Regions from separate parts of the Gossypium arboreum genome. Here region 2 is linked to region 1. A link is a contact called in public Hi-C data. All regions are on one chromosome and are shown on one strand. The core of a region is the stretch at or near the end of the contact, and the rest is flanking DNA. Distances in the headings are between cores, read along the strand shown.

Region 1 (4,659 bases), core at 1,194-3,693:
TTTTAGATCTCCAAGCAGCCAACCTCAAAGTGTTGCTACCTAATCTTATGACCAAGGCAGGAGAAAGACAATATACCACTTTGCGAGTCCTTGTTCCGTAAAAGAGCTTTTTCCTCTTCAGCGAGCGGGTATTCATAGTATTTGTAATCAGAACAGCTCGTCGAAAGGGAACCTGGAGACCACTATATTAAATACACAAAACATAGGAACCAAAAAGGGAAGCAGAAAGGAACAAATAGAATGCATTCATACACGTAGGCACAGAGCATAATGAGCCAAAAAATGATGCAAAAGTGCACATACTTGAAGGGTGTCTCTCCAGGGTTTTTCTGACGTGTAACATGTTCAAACTGCCATCCATTTTTGCAACAAAACTTGCTAGTTTGTCCGCAACTTTCTTCACAATAGGATCGGTTGGGGAAGGTGGTGCTGCACGTCACTTATAAAACTGATTAATACCAAGAGAATGAAGAAGAGAATGCAAATTACTCTTGTAGCAGGCAGGCGACATATTCCAAATCTTTCGTTGAACTTCTCCTTCCACCAATGGTGTTTGGTACTTAAGGCATAAGCTGCATTCACGAGATGAGAAATATTCAAGAAATTTTGCTCTTTTCCTCAACCACTTTCAGTTCAGAGAAGACTTACCGCCAGATGACTTCATAAATCATAGCAGTTAATTAAGGGAACTATTTTACTCAGACACCGATAAAACGTTTCTTAATGAGAAGAGAAAAGAGCAATTATTATCTAGTCCCATAACAACAAATATAGATTAGTAATTCAAATATTCACGAACTCATTCTAGTTGCAAACTTGGCATCGTATCAGACATGCAGCCTAAGCATGTAAACTCCCAAAGGACTACCAAGTCATAAAAAGCAACACAACAAGATAGATAAAAGCAGAAATTACCACCATCCACTTTTTTTATCCTTGTCCAGAGTCATCTGATAGACCCAACTTTTTCCGTTTAAGTGGTCTGTCATCCGAAAACTTCCCTGCAGCTTGGTCCTCCTCCTCATCATCATCTGCAGCCAACTTGAGAGGAGGTGCCACGAGCGTTGGTTTCTGCTTCAAGCTGAATGCAAGTTTGCCTCCGGAAGAAATTTTGGTGTTCTTATGTGAATCACTGGGCTTACATTCATGGCTATTTTGTTAGGGGCAATGGCAAGTTTGGAAGCTGAAGACCCTTTTACAAATTTGGGGGGTTTAGATTCTTCTAAAGCTGCAGCCTTGTCTTTTTCATCCTTCTGTTGTTGAAGCTGTTTAAACCTCTCCATAAAGGAACCATAACTAACAAAAAGGCTAGATGGCACTCCTTTCTCCATGGGGAAAGAGCCAACAACACTTGCTGGATAAGTAAAAGCTCTGAGCTATTCAGATATTGCAGCGGTGGGTCTTAAGGTCTGAATTTATAATAAGAGTAAGAGATGGTATTACATTTACACAAGATGTTTCACCCTTCAAATAAAACATACACACATTTGGCAAAAGCAGAATTGAGAACTAAAGAGGCACATCGATAAATTCCCAGTTCTTGAGGATAACCAGTGTCTGATCAGTCAGATAAACAACACTTCAATTTGACTTTTCTCCATCCAAAAACCCAAAGGGCAGATAAACCATTAGCATTTAGCTGGACATAATTCTTCGTAAATTAACAGCAGAGATATGAAGCATGGGTAGCATCCGATACGCCCAAATAAAACAATTAAAAGCATTCTTAATACAGATAAACTGAAACTAAGAAAATAAAACAAAGGATAAAAGGGACGCAGTCGATCTAGCCGCTGATGGGTTGGGTTGGGGTGGGGCGGGGTGGGGTGGGGTTTATATAAAGTATTTATATTATTTTTTTTAAGTCTAGGTCTAGCTTAAAAAATAGATTTATTTTTTTGTTTAAGTTTATTCTGATTTAAAAAAATAAATTCGGTCCGACTTGATTTATTCATATTTAATTTTTTAAAAATATAATACACTAGTTAAAAGATAGAAAAATTGTTTGGCATTCTAAAATGAATGAATAAAAAATTAATGAAGGAGTTATATCAATACAATTTATTTTAAAATAGATAACATAAATTAGTACTAGAGCAATGGTAAAACACATAAATTAGTACTAGAGTAATGGTAAAATAAACTCAACCAACACTATCTGACTCAAAATAAATAGAATTTAGATGAAAAAATATTAATTCATTATCTAATTAAAGATTAAAATAATTTTTAACACATTAAAAATAATTATATTAAATGTTTTATTATATTAAAAATTAAAATAAATATAATAAATATTTTATTGAACTAAATATAAATTATTATTTTCTTAGATTTTGTACAATAATTATTGAATTAATAATTTAATATAAATATAAATATATATAATTATTATTTAATATATATAATTAATATAATATTATTTTATAACATTGGGTTGGGTCTGGAGAAAATATTTACTCAAAATCTAACCCATATAAAAAATGATCTTAAATTTCATTTAAATCTATTTTTCGAATCTCTCGTATTTTGCTTAAACTCTTCTGGCGGATGAGGCGGCCCAAGTTCAAGTCGATCTCTCGATTGAGCAAAGAAAAAGGAAAAGAAAGGAGACCTGTATCTTGTTAAGATTGAGTGGAAGAGGCAGAGGGAATCGTCGTTTTGATCTGAGCCACCCAGCCTACCTTTCCAACCAGGGAAAAACCCTTTATTTTATTTTATTTTTTAGTTTTATAAAGGAAGGAGGACATTAGGAAAGGTAGCAGGCCAAGGCCAAGAGGGTTAAAGAGAAAAAGAAGAAGAAAAACTGGGTTATTTACTTAGTGATAGTAATTAGTAAGTAATATGTATTAGTGAAGTTATCCAGTGATCCCACCCAGAGAGAAAGAAAGGTCAAACCCAATAGGTGTAGCATTTTATCTGCATTGGTATCTGTCTCTCTTTTGAGCATAAGAGCAAGAATGAGAGCAGTCCCATATTATTCCCAATCCCATCTTCTTCAAAGCCTAACACATATTAACAATACTTCTTCTCTTTCTTTGTTCCCAAACTTTCGCCCTTCTTCCCTACGCATACCACGCCTCTCTTCTTTCTCTAATACCAGGGCTGACACTCACACTAAGACTAAGAGTAAGACCCTTTTCTCTCTCCACTGATATATGTATATATGCTTGTTTTTTGTTCTTAATTAATTAAGTTTCTTAATTAATTAAGTTCACTGCCTTTCTTAATCTTCTTTCTTTGTGGGCTGGGTTGTTGCTGAAGTTGAAACAGGAAATGGGAACAACTCTCTGCCTGCCCCTGACCCCCAACAAAAATTGCTTCAAGTCGTCTTAGTTTCTCCTCAGGTATCTACTGTATTTTTCATCTTTAACGTGTTTTAGCTCATATACAAGCACCTCTACTTAATTGTTTTCCCTTTTCTGCCCTTGCCCATCCCTTCAGATTCCTGGAAATGCAGGTTGCATTGCAAGAACATGCGCTGCCTCAGCTGTTGCCCTTCACCTTGTTGGGGTATCTTTTTCTCTTCTCTTCTCTTCTCTCTTTTTTGTTTTACTTTACTTATTTTTGCCAACCTTGACCTTTTATTTAAGATGCTTCTGCTGTTGTATTTTTTCAGCCATTAGGATTTAAAGTGGATGATACTAAATTAAAACGTGCTGGACTGGATTACTGGCCGTATCCTCCCATATTTGTGTTCTCTAGATACCTTTTTTCCTGCTGAATGAAATGCATGGACACCCTTTCTCTCTATTTTCAATTTAAGATTCTATTCAAATTGGGCACTTCCTAATTGTTCATCAGTTCATAGTACAGTTTGGCATATATTTTTCTATCCTCGCAAACAAGTTTTCATATATAAATTATAGCCTCAAAGGCTTCCCATTTAGCATAGTTTACAAAGATTGACCCAAATCGCATTTGATCCACTTCATTTTCCTTACAACTCTGAAATATCTCCTACTCTCCTGTTTTGACCAATAACTTGATGTCAGATATGTTATTGTTAGAATACATGGCTCATGGGCGGAGTTTCAAAACTATTTCAAGCAACAGGTTTTTTCTCTTCCTGTCCCAACAATGGATTAGAAATGCTCCCTATCTTTTGTCATTAATTTCCTCCAAATATATTTGTTCCTATGATACAGGAAGGGGATAAGCGTTTGCTGGCTTTTACTAAAAGAGGAACAGCAATTCATTCAGTATGCTTTCTTTCTTTTTATACTCTATGATATGACCATTTGGAATGCTAGAATTATCTTCTTCTTTTTTTTCTTTGTCTTGCTATCATCACTTGATGCTCTTTTCCACCTTATGTTTTATGTTACTGTTAATTGCTAGCACTTAGGTTGCAATCTTTAACATACTATTAAGTTTCCTGATAAACATTCAGCCTAGAGTCTCTAAATCTTTTATGGCCCTCATTTAAATATCTTGTAAAGAGGTCAAGCAAAGTGCTAAAGTTGATCTATCTATGCATTTATCCTATGTTGGACGATAGCCATCTAAGTACTATATTGGTGCTCATTATAATTCTTTGGAACCATGCAGAGGCATTGGTTGTCAATGAATTCAAACAAGGGCTAGTCTGTTCTTGGTTGCAACGAGTGTTCCAATCTTTCATGACTTGGAATAAACTGATCTAACTTTGATTATCAT
Region 2 (4,659 bases), core at 543-3,042, 220 kb after region 1:
AAGCATTGAACTGCAATCACAATACCTCAATTTTGCCTTATAGCCATCTAGAATTCGCTGCTTTTCTTCTGGAGTCCAATACCAAATGACACTTGGAATGACAAAGTATGATAGCTTGCGGCAGATTGGGCAAGCCCTCAAGGCAGTATTGACATCCATTCCAGACGAAGGAGAACTGCTACGCCAATTTCTAATGCAAGATATGCAAAATGGATGATCACATTCTGAAAGCAACCCAAACTTACGTTCAGCTGCTGTGGGCTTCGAGAGAACACGATCCAAGCACACACTACACTCTATTTCTTGACTATGCTTCAATGCATCAAGGTATTTTTTCTTTTTCTTACACATTTTTATATGTTCCTCCCTTTCTTCAGGTCTAAAAGGATGCAAACAATGTTTCTCACAGGTGGGACACAAGTCTCCATGAATATGAGGACATTTTTCTCCACGGGGACAATTTCCAGCTACAGCAAATGAGCAGATAGAACGTTCAACCGGATTAGTGCTCCTAGGCTCCATAGATTCACCATTGTCTGATGGATCTTGAGGCCCAGATTCCAAATCGCATGGTTGTTTGAAGGGAGCAAGGCAAGCTCTACTGGAACCAGGAACCTTATTAGAAGCAGCTGGAGGTACAACCGACCCAACAAATGCAGTTTTTGAAGGAGTTAAAGGCATAGTATCTGATAATGTAGATTGTTGAGGTGCTGTTGATGAAGACGAAGCAGATGGATCTGATTGAGAAGCCTTAACATGTTCATATCTGCACCGACTACCATAAAAGCAGTTTCCTTTCTGGTAGAACGTGCAAATCTGGAATGCACAAGAAACAAGAATAAGGTAACCAAAAAGCATCATCAACAGGTAAATGCAAAAAGGCGAAGGGAAGGGAAACTTCCTACATTGTTAGGTGGGTGCTTCCATTGATGGGAAAACTCACAATGCTCCCCTTTTAGGCACGCTCCATGAGCAAAGAACTTGCAAAGAACTCTGAAATGATAAGAAAATTAAAAGTTACAAAACATGCAGTCTACATCCAGATTGATCCTGACATCATCCACAAAATAATGGAACCAGGATTGAAGTTTTGGTGAGACAGCGAAATAAGTAACTAAAATTCATTCATAAAATAATGGAACCGGGAATTCATTCATACAGAAAAAGCTGAAAAAATAAACAAACATTTTCCAATATTTCATAAAAAAATTAGGAAATATCGGCAAAATTTAACATTAATAAGCAGGATGGTTATTAAAGAATCCATACTTAACGACAGAGAGATAAGATTGCAGCTAGACATAAGAGTTGAAACCAAGGACAAAATAAATTGAAGCCTCAAAGGGATAGGAAGAGAATGATCAAGGGATAATAAACAATTTAAAGCATCATAATCATCAGATAAATAGAATGAAATTACATGAAATGAAACAAAATTATGAACTCTTGAAGAAGAAAAAAAGGGGGGAGGGGATTAATTGAAAGATGAAAATCACCTCTTAGGCATGGAGAATGGGCGATTGATTCAGAGAATGAAAGAAGCCAAGAAATTAAAATTATAAAAAGAGAAAAAAGAAGGGAGGTGTTGGATTGAAAGATGGCTGAAGAAAAGAAAAGGAAGAGGGGATCAGCGAAATTGAAGGTGGGTTCTTTCAGAGTCTGGATATTGTAACTAACATACATGTCATCAACGTTACACATTCACATAAACATAGGATTTGATTTGGCGGTGAGTTGGTTGTCCGTACAAGACCGGAGTCAAACGCAAAGGAAAGGGGGCAAAAGTTGTCTAATTATGGAAATGGCCCCTTCTCTTCTCATAATTCTGCAAATCATTTTGGTTTTCAGTTTAATTAGTTTAACATTGTTGAAACTATTTTAAAATTTTAAATTATTAATAGTAAAAAAATACCAAATATAATGAAATATGTATTTAAAGAAAACAAGGATGAAAGTAAATCAAAAGATAATAATAAAAAAGACTGAATTATTTGTCAAAAATAAAAGCATTATCATTTATATGTTTTAATTGATTTATTTAAATCTCGATTTTTATTTTTATTATTTTTGTCAATTCTCTACTTTTCTTTTAATTTAACTTATACTATTAAAACCTCCAACTAATCAAGTTCATAGTTCAATTAGTGGATGCAGTCAGATATTTAAAACCAATTTTTCTTCTTGCTTTATTATCATTATTATTATTTAAAAGCTAAATCTATTAATTCATTCCATGGATATAACCATATAATTTAGAGAGAAAGAAAATAACAAATACTCGTCGTAAATAGGGAATGACAAACTCCATCAACACGTTTTCAATTGGTTTTGTCATAACTCAAGCACGACATGTCTAGAGTGATTGCAAGCACTTAACATAATAAGAAAATTAACCCCAAATGGTCCAAAGAGACTAGTAAAAATCAAAAAAAAATTTGAGCTAATATTACATGCATAAGCAAGACTAAAAACCGTGCTATAAGAGCAGACAAAAACTTCTAAACCTAAAAACTTATTAAATAATAAAAAAAATAATAAAATATATAAAATTTAAGACAACACGAATACAAATCGATTTGTAATTTTTTAGCCACTAATTGAATGAAAATACTTAAATATTGAATGTCAATGCATTTATTTTATTGTGGCAGCTCTTAGCTTTATATTATTAAAGTATTTTATTTAACATTTAAATTTTTATTAATAAATATTTTCTTGATTGATACGGTTGGTGTAATAATTTGAAGGTTGTGGACTCAAACATTTTAAGCACCTAATATCCTCATCTTTAAGAATTTGAAATTATGAGTAGTTTAAATATTATATAAAAATTTATTTTTGAAGTCATAAAAATAAAATAAAATATTATTATATTAACAATAAGGGATATTTGGTTCACCTTTTTGCTTGCTCTTTAAATTAACAAAGAAAAAAAATGCAAATAAATGCTACACATTATTGATAAGTCGTTCACACTATTTTGAAGTTTGAGTTTAAGTCTCGTCATTTGTATTTATGATGCAGATCTCTTTTTTTTCATATGTATATACTTTATATGGGTTTTGTCTAATTTTAAATCTATTGTGTATTGTATTGATTGAGTTATATCCTAATAAACATAGGTGAAACTTATTGGTGATGGAAGACAATTTTCCAAATATAGTGACTTGTTTTAATGTTGATAGAAAGCTTCCAGGCCTGAACCCAGTTCCACAAACAAAGATATCTTGCTGACCATCGTTTTAAACTTTTTGTTTGTTTGTTCTTCGGTCGTTCACATAATTATGTCCCAAGACTAGGACTAAACTCAGGGCCACTGGTCAGACACGTACTGAGATGGAACAGACAAAAAAAAAGGGTTTATAACGAAGCACTACAGTTCACAGAATTCTAGTTTTCTGGCCAACCTCATCCTTTTACCGAATAAAACAATACTCTTATGTATGCTCTTGCATCAGCAGCCAAGTATAACATTCTTAAATGAACTTCAAACTTCGCTATATATAACAGTTATCGGCACCCTTCTATAATTAACTTGCGTGTTTCATTTACTCGTATTTCTATGGGTTCCTTATCCGATCAGCCTCAGCCTCACTTTGTGTTTTTCCCTTTCATGGCTCAAGGTCACTTGATCCCCATGGTAGATATTGGCCGACTGTTAGCACAACGTGATTATTACTATAGTTACAACACCTCACAACGCAGGCAGAGTCCAGAATACGATTGCCCGTGCCATTGAGTCAGGGCTCCCTATCCGTTTAGAGCAGCTCCAGTTTCCTGGCAAAGAAGAAGGATTGCAAGATGGGGTTGAGAATCTAGAGTCTAGACATGCTGTATTCAACGGAGGACTTTTTCAATTTCTTCATTGCAGCAAACAAGATGGAAGAAGCAGTGCAGCAATTATTTGAGAAGCTAACACCACGCCCTAATTGCATTATTTCTGACATGTGTCTCTATTATACTCACAAAATTGCCACCAAGTTTCAGGTTCCAAGGATATCATTCCATGGATTTTGTTGCTTTTGTCTTCTTTGTTTGCATAATGTACGTTCCTCCAAGATACTTGAGACCATAACCTCTGATTCTGAATACTTCACGGTACCTGGCTTGTCTGAAAAGATCGAATTTACTAAAGCCCAGTTACCGGTTATCCATGATGAACCCAGGAAGGACATTGTTGAACCAATGATCGAAGCTGACCGAGCATCATACGGGGTCGTCATAAATACTTCCGAGGAGCTGGAGTCAACTTATGTCAGAGTATAGGAAGATAAAGAAAGCTTGGTGCATTGGTCCAGTTTCTCTTAGCCACAAAGATGAGTTAGACAAGGCTGAAAGAGGCAACAAGGCTTCAATCAGTGAGCAGCAATGTTTGAAGTGCCTTGATTCTCAACAACCCAACTCTGTAATCTATGCTTGCCTTGGGAGCATCGGCACTGTAAAGTGCCCAGAACTCTGTAAAAACTGTTGAAGTGGGGGGCTCTTCTTACATTAATATAACTTTGTTAGTCCAAGATATCATCCAACAATTTTCAAAAATGTGTTTGGATTTTACTTCTGTCTCACATGACCACGAGTGATAATATAAGTTCTTTCAATATGCATAATACAATGTATACAATTATTTTCTTGTAGTCAAAGTGTAAAATTATAGATAAA

The links. A called contact is a pair of places that touch in the nucleus more often than the background predicts.
Region 2: a contact with region 1 is called in a Hi-C map of leaf, with 3 times the contacts expected there. The contact joins the promoter of LOC108468848 here to the promoter of LOC108469895 in region 1. A contact is called at or near these places in 3 of 5 Hi-C or Micro-C datasets (all in leaf).

What each region holds. Positions count from the first base shown.
Region 1 is chr8:20,021,652-20,026,310 of ASM2569848v2, forward strand. LOC108469895 reads left to right here and starts at 2,444. Exons shown (of 8, transcript XM_017771000.2): 1 at 2,444-3,129; 2 at 3,265-3,347; 3 at 3,445-3,513; 4 at 3,620-3,678; 5 at 3,996-4,056; 6 at 4,149-4,202. The coding sequence starts at 2,961. It also overlaps the pseudogene LOC108467528.
Region 2 is chr8:20,240,685-20,245,343 of ASM2569848v2, forward strand. It overlaps LOC108468848 (putative RING-type E3 ubiquitin transferase C3H69), which reads right to left and starts at 1,793. Exons shown (of 8, transcript XM_017769709.2): 1 at 1,497-1,793; 2 at 906-993; 3 at 26-816. The coding sequence starts at 1,507. It also overlaps the pseudogene LOC108469082.